Regions from separate parts of the Sus scrofa genome. Here all the other regions are linked to region 1. The links are chromatin contacts, called in public Hi-C and HiChIP or PLAC-seq maps. All regions are on one chromosome and are shown on one strand. The core of a region is the stretch at or near the end of the contact, and the rest is flanking DNA. Distances in the headings are between cores, read along the strand shown.

Region 1 (3,288 bases), core at 312-2,811:
CCTGTGATCAAGTGTTACTAAAGGAGAAAAGGGAAGAAAGATGGGGGCCTGCAACTTCACTGACAGAGGAGGGAAGAAAGAAAGGGAGACAGAAGAAGAAATTGAAGGCATTCTTATCAGATTTGTCTATCTCACAGTATCCCTGGGATAATGCAGAATGTGCATCTGTCAGGAGGCTCTAGTGCCCAGATTATTCTAGGGAAGTCAGCACACCTGGCTCTGTTTTTGGTTCCTTTCCTAGAGTCATTCGGCCAGCAAATTGGAAGGCAGCAGGGAGCCTCATGTGTCCTTCCCCACTGTTCATAAGGCAATAACCAACCTCCAAACTGAAGGTGGGGATGAGGGGATTTGCTCTAGCTATACGTACAGGAAAAAAAATCTGTACCAGGAGTGCCCCTCATGGCTCAGCGGAAATGAATCTGACCAGTATCCATGAGGATGCAGTTTCAATCCCTGGCCTCAGGTTAAGGATCTAGTGTTGCCATGAAGTGAGCTGTGGTGTAGGTCACAGATGAGGCTCAGATCTATTCGACCCCTAGCCTGGGAACCTCCATATGCCACAGGTATGGCCCTACAAAAAAAGACCAAAAAAAAAAAAAAAATCTGTACCAAAGTTTCAGCAGCTTAGCTTTGGTGATTGGTCTGTAATAATTCTGTCAACCTCTTGTGTTTATAAAGCCCTCCTCCAAACTTCTTAGAAGAGCTGTAGGATAAGAAGGAACGAGTTATTTCTTGAGGACCTGCTAGGGCCGTTCATATTTTACTTGTAAGCCTCATCGCAGCACCACCAGGAAAGAACTACTTTTTCCACCTTACAGCAGAGGAAATTGAGGATCAGGAGGATGTCAAAAGGCTGGTGTCCAACAGAACCTTTGTCATTTAGGAAAAGCAAACTCTTCCACAGCCACTACAAAGGGCATGCCTCTTTCAAAGTGTAGAGTAGTGGCAGCCAGACAGCTATTCTTAGAGGGTTTTTTCTTCACTCTTTAGCCCTCCCCCCCCCCTTTTTAGCCTGACTACCTCTGATGCCCATGGTTAAATATATTTATAAGTGATCTTGATGCAAGAAGTTGGCTCAGTTCCAATTGGAAATGCACTTAATCCTGTCATCTCAAACCATCCCATCCTTCTTAGCAGGTCACTCTCGGAGTGATCCAGAGGGTGTTAGTGGGAGCAAAGTGTCCTCTCCATTTTGCCGGTACCATGATGAGACGCTGACAATGCCTTTTCTGCCAGCCAAGCACCTCTATGCCAGGCAGGATGCTAACGGTAATGGAGAGCGGCCCTCTACGTCGAGCCCTGAAGGACTGCTTTCACTTGTGTCCGTTTGATTTTGTGGTTTGGTTGTGGGTTGATCCCAACCGAGCCCAAGGGACGGAGGTAGGAGAACCTTGATCACAGAGGAGGCTGTTAATGAGGGAAGCAGTCGGAGGTTCGGTCTAATCTGAAAATCAAGGATATATCATCTCCTAAATCTGTCAGAGCAATTTAGGACTGCCTTCTAGACAACCTCATTCATTCCGGGATTGCTCCCATTACCTGCTGTGACTGAGGGAAGCGCCTGGACCCTGGCCCCAACCTTCAATGGAGCGCCACCTAGCGGAATTGTTTTCAAATACAAACATTATGCTGCCAAGGAAGTCCTTTTGCGTAAGGCTCTTGGCATTTGATTTTTTCTTTCAGGCGCTGTGTCAACAGGATGATGGAGCATTTCCTAAGTCCAAATAAGCCGAGTTAACATATTACGGATTTAAATAGTGTGGCAGTTAATTGACCGAGGATATTTCGCCGCTTAATAGCCTGAGTTCCCTTTACCCTTGACTAGAGAAGCAGAATGGACCTGTTACACTGGGGTGGAGTCCCTGACAGCAGGGCAAGTAGCAAGGAAGGAAAAAACAAGCCAATGTCCTGAAAAATCTCCATAAAAGGTCAGGCATGGGCAGATTAAATGAACATCATCCTCATGAAAACAGAGGCAGCTAGGTGGCCTGGCATCCCAAGCTTCTGAAGATGGCTCTCAGCCGCCAGGGGAGGAAAATCCCCATCTCTTCCTCACCCAGGCAGGAAGAGATCTGTGCAAAGACCCTAAATGTTTAGATTCTTTCCACATCACCTCTTGCTCAATGTGGTCAGAACACAAATGATTTCAATCCCCTCATCCCTCTTGTTTAGAGGTAGCTCGCTATGATTTTAAAAGGTTAGAATTTCAGGTGATTAAAAACTGCTCAGATAAACACCTACCACCCAGCCACTCTGGGGCTTCTCTTTGATAGAAGTAGTGTGTTTGAGTCCTAGGACTGCCTTAATTAAGTACCACAAACATGGTTTGAAACAACAGAAATTTATTCTCTCCCAATTCTGGAGGCTCCAAGTCCAAGATCAAGGTGTCAGCAGAGCCATGCTCTCTCTGAAGGCGCTAAGGGAAGATATGTGCCTTTCTCCCAGCTTCTGGTGTTGCTGACCATCCCTGGCATTCCTTAGCTTGTAGACACATCACCCCAGTCTCTCTCTCAGCATCACATGGTGCTCACTCTGTGTCCTCACACCATCTTCCCTGTGTGCATGCCATTGTCTTCACATGACATTTGGCTCTGCGTCTCTTCCACTCTCCTAATGAGAACACCAGTCCTATTAGCTTGGGTGCTCACCCTCCCCCAGTGTGACCTCATCTTCACCTCCATCTTGATCACATTTGCAAAAATCCTACTTCCAGATAAGGTCACATTCACAGCTTCCAAGGGTTAGGACCTCAACATATCTTTTTAAGGACATATTCAACCCATAAGAAATAGGAAGGGTCAACAGCAGGCAGAAAACCACAAGACCAACACCAGTTATAAGGGTGAGGGAGAGAAGGGCATGGAGATGCCCCAGTGCTGCTGGTTGTTTTTTTCCCCTGAATTCCCACATTCTCATCCATCCAAACCTCTGTAATATGAGGCTAAGACAAGATCATGATATTAAATACTATTATATCAGTAGGATGAGAAATATATTTTAAAGACATGCCATTTCCTTAGAAAGAAAATAATTGTCCATTATCTATTTGGAACATCCTTCCAAATAGCTGTCTCTAATTTACCGCCCTTTATTTTTAGTGGGTGTAAAGGAAATAAATATGACTCATTTAACACCATCTGTGCATTTCCACTGAAATGGAGAGTCAACCTGAAATATGTAGAAACTTTCAGTCTTTTAATGTAGGATTCTTTTTATTTAATGCATTAGCTATTTGATAGATAATTCAATAGATCCTACTGCACTAAACTATACAGCATTCTTATTCTT
Region 2 (3,190 bases), core at 600-3,099, 130 kb before region 1:
GATTCACAACGCGGTCCATACGGGGCTTATCAAAACTCTCACTTGAACAACTCAACTGCAGCTTAACAATTAATTTAATAATGTGGTCCAAAAATACCCAGATCAAATAAAATATATTTAATCAAAATAATTTCCTTTCTCAAACTTTGTTTCTCTTTAAATTAAAGCTTTCATCTACCCTTTCACCCCCCCCTTCCCCTTTAACTCCCACCCCTGAAAGGTTTCAAAATGTACATTGGTGCTATAAATATAAATGCTACCTATGAAGCATTCCATGAAGCTTCTTTCTTCAAGTGTTTCCTTTTGTCTAGCAATCTGTTGGGCTCCTGAACTGAGACCAAATATTTAAGTTCCTCTGCTGTGCACCAACTTGACCCTAGACAATACCCATCTGTCGTTTCTGTTCTGTCTTGAGGGTGGGGCCACAAACCCAGCCCCACCCCTTAACCTGTGACCTACAGTGGCAGTTGCTCACTGCTGTTGAACGAAGCAGCCCCCAAACTACAGCCCATCTTCCAGATACCTCAGTGCACTTTAGGAAATCAAAAATTACCTGGAAGCAATTTAGTACATAGATTGGCTTTAAAAAACCTTTTGTTTTAAACAGCAGCATTAAACTTAGTGACATGACACTGACATGATTAATACCATCTTAACACACTCAAAATTCAGTCTTTCACATTATAACCAAGCATAGTGGTAAACTGTTATAAAAGTGACTTTGCTACGAGAGACAGGTTAGGGAACAAATAAATACCTGACTTTTGGAGAAATGCAGAGCTTCTGTTCAGATTGCAATAAGCCGTACACATTTTAGACACAACGTAACACTGTAACAGGTGGTATAGGAAAAGGAATCTTGACTCAAGTGTCTCTTTTCGGTGACACAGTGGCAGACTACAGGTAATTGGCTGTTGACTTTCATTACAAACACAAACACACGGAAGAACCACACTCACACTAGTTTGTTCACTTTATGTCTCTCTGAAGCAACAGGCTAAAAAAGTATGATGAAGTAAAAAGTCTGTTTTTTAAGAAAAATCTCTTTGTCCACTTCCTACATCATATTTTCTGTTTCATATGGTTTTACTTCTTCCTTTCTCTTCCACTTATTTTAGTTTTATTTGGACAAGCGCTGCATATATGTATTTATGTGGTGCTGTTTATTACATATATACACACTATTTGGGGAATTTTATTTCTCCCTTACAATTAAGGTAAAATATTTTATTTACCCTCAGTTTATATGCAGAGTAGTTTACAAAGTGTGGACAATGCAATGCCAACCACTCCTGCAGCCACTGGAAAGAGTGAGGGTGGGGGAGAAAAGTGGAGTTCAGGGCAAAAGTGATAAAAGCTGGGGAAGAAGCAAAGTTTTTTTTTTTTTCAAAACCATATGACTGTCACCAGTGTTATAAAAAAAAGGTCAAATACAGTTTTAAAGATTCAGTAAACATTGCACACAGCAAGTATTCAGTGTAAAAAAAAAAAAGCACGCATCAACAATTTCCTTTTGATAGTTTGTCTGGATGTTTAAATTACATGTATCATACAGATAAGCCTGTTGTTGAACCAGGAGACCAGAGGCTCAAAAGCAATGCATTCTTTTTTGTTTTGGACGTCGGGACAAGAGAAATGACAAATCCCAACTGCATGGAAATCTAGGAAATGTATAGACAAAGAAACACAAGCAAAATACCTTTCCTTTCCTCCCCTCCACACCCCAACCATGACTCCCCACACTTCAGTGTATTAAGTAGGCAAGCTTTACTTGTTTCAGTCTGCAGAATCCAACGTATCATTAGAAGGGGGGAGGGGAGGTGCGTATCTCAGTCTGTAAGTGCCTAAAACGGGAAAGACAGAACTGCTAAGTCACTGCGTACAAGGCAATGCATCACAAACCACTACAAGATATCAAAGGGGCCTGCTCCTCCGGCAGCTCCCACTGCACTACTGCGACTCCCCAAGGGTCAATAAAGTGACTCAAAAAGGAATAGGAAGTTTGTGCTTTAAGTTCAACCGAAAGCTTCCCAACTCAATTCTCCTTTAAAAATGTCAAGCACACACTCCCAATTTAAGACTTTTTTTTCCTGTGTAAGATCTGGCAAAATGACAAAGCATAATGGGGGAGTGAAAGGTAACAGTTTGAGGTCTACACTGAAATTGATATCTTCCTCATACTCATTTATGAACAATTTCTTTACTCTGGTGCTAATAATATTAAACTTATTTCAAATTTCCTTCCTCCCACAACCGGTGCTTAAATACTTTGTTCCTTAAAATGTAATAGCATTTTTTAAAAAAAGTCTGCTGGGAAGGAAAAATGTAGCCTGGGGAAAACGCATGAGGCCAGCTGGTTGTGAACAAATATACTCAAATAACTAAAAATCTTTCGTCAGACTATATCACTTCCTAGTTTTTCAGTATTTAAAAACTTGGTTTATTCCATGAAATCAGATTGTAGCTTTAAAAAAAAAAGTGCTGCTAGTAAGAGATTTGCAAATTCCCACTATATTCCTTAAAAAGTGCCTTTACGGTTTATTCCTTAATTGGAAACTGAATTTCTTTGAACTTCCCTGTGCCTCGTGACCTGGGTCTACACTAGGTTTCACCATTTGCATTTTAAGATTTGTCACTGAAAGCACAACATCCGTAAACGAACACACAACAGCTCTTTCTGCTACAACAGATTCACCGTGATCAGTAAGGGAGGGAGAAATGGGCACATCAAAAACAAGTCCTCTGGGAGCTCTCATGATTACCTTGTTGACTGGCCTCCATGGACGACTGCTTACACTCCTGCGCATAGTGTCCGCTTACACCACAGTTGTAACATGAAACGTTCCCATTCTTCTTGGGCCCCGAACCACTTGTGTTGGCAACTACGCTAGGTGGATACACGGGATAGAATCTCCCAAATCCTGCCATCTGCTGCATGCCATAGCTGGCTTGGCTCCCCATGACTGGGTCGTGCACCAGTCCGTTTGCATATGGAGTCTGAGGCAGAAAAAAAGGAAGTTGGTTTCCATTGCTCTGATGTGCTTGGTTGAGGTAGCTGCCATTGCAGATGGATGGCAGGGTAAAGAATGACGGGACTCGGTACATTGGTCCGGGCATCGGATTAGGGTAATAGTAACTATTTAGCTGAAGGTTTCCATTGGTCCCACAGCTGCACCTTCGCCCACAAGAA
Region 3 (3,126 bases), core at 27-2,526, 220 kb after region 1:
AGTAAGTCATCCTAAAGACAAAAGGTCTTCAAGTGGATCTGACTTTAAGGGCTAGCAACATTTCCTATTCTTTTCCCTCTTGATTCTGAGTCAAATAATTACTGCGAACAATTAAAGGAACACTTTTTCCTGGTAGTGGTGATTCAGGAGATTGTCGAAAATGGAAAAATGATTAAAGCGATAAACCAGGTTGCAAAGAAGTCTTTCTGGAGTCACGTAAAGCCAGTGAACTGGAAACTCTGGATAATTAATAGATACACACCAAGAGCGGAGCCAGGAGCAGGTGCAAGTCCAGCCAAGAGTTGGAGGCGGGCAGAGAACAGTCACTGCCATATCCTTTTGCTTCCACCACGAAAGACTACCCCCAACCCGAACCGTCTCTCTCTGAAACGTCCCTAATACTCAGTACCCGCCCAGAGGTACCCCCTCCTCCACAAGAACCTCTTACAATCCCAACTGCCCAGACAAGAGGCAGGCTGCTTTCACTTACTGAGCTGTCCCCCACCCGATGTCGTACTCGGCTCCCGACCTCCTGCGCCTCCAATGCCAGCTGCTCCAGGGATTCCCGGCGCCCCCATCCCAGGCGGGGTCCCACTCTGCCTCTCGAAGTTACCAGGATTGGAGAAGTAGTCGCGCAGCCGGGGCAGCTCGCGGCCGCTCTCCAACAGCTCCGTGTGCAGCTCCAGGGCTGTCAGCAAGTATTGATCGCGCAACAGCTGAGCCGCGATCGCATCAATTGACAATCTGGCGGGGGTCTCCCCGGTGCTCCCTAGTGTCACTGCAGTCGCTGACCCCTCCCCAGGGAGCCCTGGTCTTGCACTGCTTCCTAAGGCCACGGGATCCTGGGGCGATAGCGAGTCTGCAGAGCCAGGATCTAGGCCGCTCCCAGAACTGAGCCTAAGTCCTGCCCGCCGCTCGTCGGTCGCTGAAACCTCGTCGTCGTCCTCGTCTGAATCGCTGAGGAATGGATTCACGCCGCCGCCACCACCTCCAGGCGCCATCGCCGCCATCTTACACTGTCAGGAGTGTGGGCGCCTCCCTGTCTGGATCAGACAGGCCGCAGCCTGAATTCCAGCTAAGCTTGAGCAGGCACTGTGCACCTCCACAGCCCCGGCCTCACTAGGTCCCGCCTCCTCACCTGGAGACAAGGCCCAGGCTCGGAGGCAAATGGTCCGGATGCAGCGCAGTAGCAACAGCAGCAGCCGCTGCCTTAGCAGCAGCTGCACCAGCAGCCGGGCTCTGCAGGCGTCTTCCTGGTCCCCAGTCTCGCGAGAAATGGCGCGGGCCCTGCCCCTCTTTCTGCCCCAGCCCCGCCCCTCCCCGCCCCGCCCGTTCTCAACCCCAGCCAGCAAAGATTGGGAGCCCCGCTCCCAGCTCAGAGGCAAAGCCCCTCCCCCACTCCTATTTTATTGGCCGATGGAGGGGGGCGGGGACTGGAGTTACGGAGTACGGGCCCAAGAATTATCGCGAGAGCAGCTCTGGTCAGGTAAGTATCGGGGGCGTTCCACGATAAGGGGCAGTTATGACGGTGGCCTAGGAACGTTCTCTTGGCTTTCCTTTCGGGGACCTAGGGGAACTCTGCTACAGAGCTGGATCGGCCTTCGCGCTGAGAAGACCTCATTCCTGAGATCAGGCCTCACCTGGATAAGCCCAGGTAAAGTCAGGGGACTAGAGAGGAGAGGTGTGGTGGTTCTGAAGCTGGCCTCACGGCCTCTGACGCGCTGCTTCACTTTTCCTTAGGATACTTCGCTTTTTCTTACTGTGTGCTGCTAATGACATGTTCTCCGCAAGTGTAGCAAGTGCCCAGGGCAGGGGCAGCAGTCTGAATGTGGCTTCTGTTCCTTGCTTTCTCACCTTAGGCCTGGGGACCGCCTACTTACCACCGAGTTAGAGGTAGAGCGGTATGCGGTAGGGTGAGGGTATGGGAGGTGGAGGGAGTAAATAGAAGACAGAACTCAAAGGTTTGGTTGGGTAAAGTTATATTCCATTGAAGCAGTAAAGTATCTCCTTTAGCTCTGTGAAAAAATACAAATAGAGTATTCTTTCATATCCTTAGGGCACGTTATTGGTTCATGTAAATGTATGCCAACATTTAAATGTAGGCTTAATTTCAGTTTACCAGACTCGGTAAACTAAAATTTCATTGGAGTGAAGTTTTGGGTTTTTTGTTTTGTTTTTGGTAGAAGTGTTTTGATGTTGTTAGTAGTAAGAATTTGAAGTATTTTTTGAATAGAATATTAGCTCCTAATGTTTGAATTCTAAATTGTTGTGTGTCTGCCATATATTGAAGAAAAGCATGGGGAAAAAAATCCCAGATCTTAGGGAAATTATGTCAAAATAGGCTACGCGCTGTCCTGTTACATATTTCTTAGCAAAAAAGATTGCTGATCCTCATTGTAACTAAGTTTGTCAGAGAGATTGAAAATGGAACCAATGTAATGGAGGAATGGTAGGGATTAGGGAATGTCATGGAAAGGGCATGATTAGAAATGGATTGGCTATATACAGCATTTCCATGTCTGTAATGCGGCATTTTAGAAATCTTTTGTATTTAAGGTCCCTGCACTTAGAGTCCTCCCTTCAAGGATTATGCTTATTGAGCTGAAGAGCCTAAAGCTCATATCCCAGTTTTGGCAATTATTTGCTGTGAGACTTTAAAATTAGAGTTCCTTAATTCTCTCAGCTTCATCTGTCAAGGGGATACTCTGAAAGTTCACAGAATTAGGAATATGCTTGTCACAGTACCTGGTGCCTAGTATACAATAAATCTGTCGTTATAGTCAGTTATCAATTAATGTAATATTAGTATATATTGTGAATATTTGACAGGTTTTTAAAAATAAAGCAAAGCAAACCCAATGTCAAGTGTTTAGTAACTACAGCCAGAAAAAGCAGTCAAGTTAGTAGGCCCCAAAGGGACTATCTTTAATATAGGGTCTGATTTCTAGAATGAAAGTTGAAAATAGATTTAAAATGTATTTCCTCAGAGAGTTGTCAAAAGTTGTATGTAGAAGTTCTTCCATGATTGACTTCCTAAAACACATCAGTAGTTTCCTGAGTCTATTTTGTATCCTATAATCATGGACTTGTTTACCTTCCAACCCCATAACAAATCAACTGGCCATA

What was found. Hi-C and Micro-C count contacts between places; a contact is called where the count stands out from the background. HiChIP or PLAC-seq counts read pairs in DNA pulled down with a chosen protein or histone mark.
Region 2: an H3K27ac HiChIP or PLAC-seq map of alveolar macrophages shows a contact between it and region 1. The contact joins two enhancer-like sites. A contact is called at or near these places in 19 of 47 Hi-C or Micro-C datasets (alveolar macrophages, blood, embryonic fibroblasts and 10 more) and 2 of 2 datasets of contacts at active chromatin or transcription factors (alveolar macrophages and skeletal muscle).
Region 3: a Hi-C map of retroperitoneal adipose tissue shows a contact between it and region 1, with 2.4 times the contacts expected there. The contact joins the promoter of KIAA1468 here to the enhancer-like site in region 1. A contact is called at or near these places in 1 of 5 promoter capture datasets (liver), 12 of 47 Hi-C or Micro-C datasets (alveolar macrophages, blood, embryonic fibroblasts and 8 more) and 2 of 2 datasets of contacts at active chromatin or transcription factors (alveolar macrophages and skeletal muscle).

What each region holds. Positions count from the first base shown.
Region 1 is chr1:159,093,475-159,096,762 of Sscrofa11.1, forward strand. No RefSeq gene overlaps it. Among named protein-coding and RNA genes, the nearest start is that of ZCCHC2, 73 kb to the left of the region's middle. Within about 2 kb of position 1,562, at least 17 of the 83 cell types and tissues checked have an H3K27ac peak or open chromatin away from gene starts, as enhancers often do. A contact at or near this core is called in alveolar macrophages, liver, omental adipose tissue and 1 more, where this site is marked.
Region 2 is chr1:158,965,037-158,968,226 of Sscrofa11.1, forward strand. ZCCHC2 (zinc finger CCHC domain-containing protein 2) reads right to left here. Exons shown (of 14, transcript XM_021099630.1): 13 at 2,763-3,190; 14 at 1-1,844. The coding sequence ends at 1,777. Among named protein-coding and RNA genes, the nearest start is that of ZCCHC2, 56 kb to the right of the region's middle. Within about 2 kb of position 1,850, at least 6 of the 83 cell types and tissues checked have an H3K27ac peak or open chromatin away from gene starts, as enhancers often do. A contact at or near this core is called in alveolar macrophages, where this site is marked.
Region 3 is chr1:159,316,399-159,319,524 of Sscrofa11.1, forward strand. KIAA1468 (lisH domain and HEAT repeat-containing protein KIAA1468 homolog) reads right to left here and starts at 1,277. Exons shown (of 29, transcript XM_005654481.3): 1 at 491-1,277. The coding sequence starts at 1,010. PIGN (GPI ethanolamine phosphate transferase 1) reads left to right here and starts at 1,336. Exons shown (of 28, transcript XM_021099782.1): 1 at 1,336-1,486.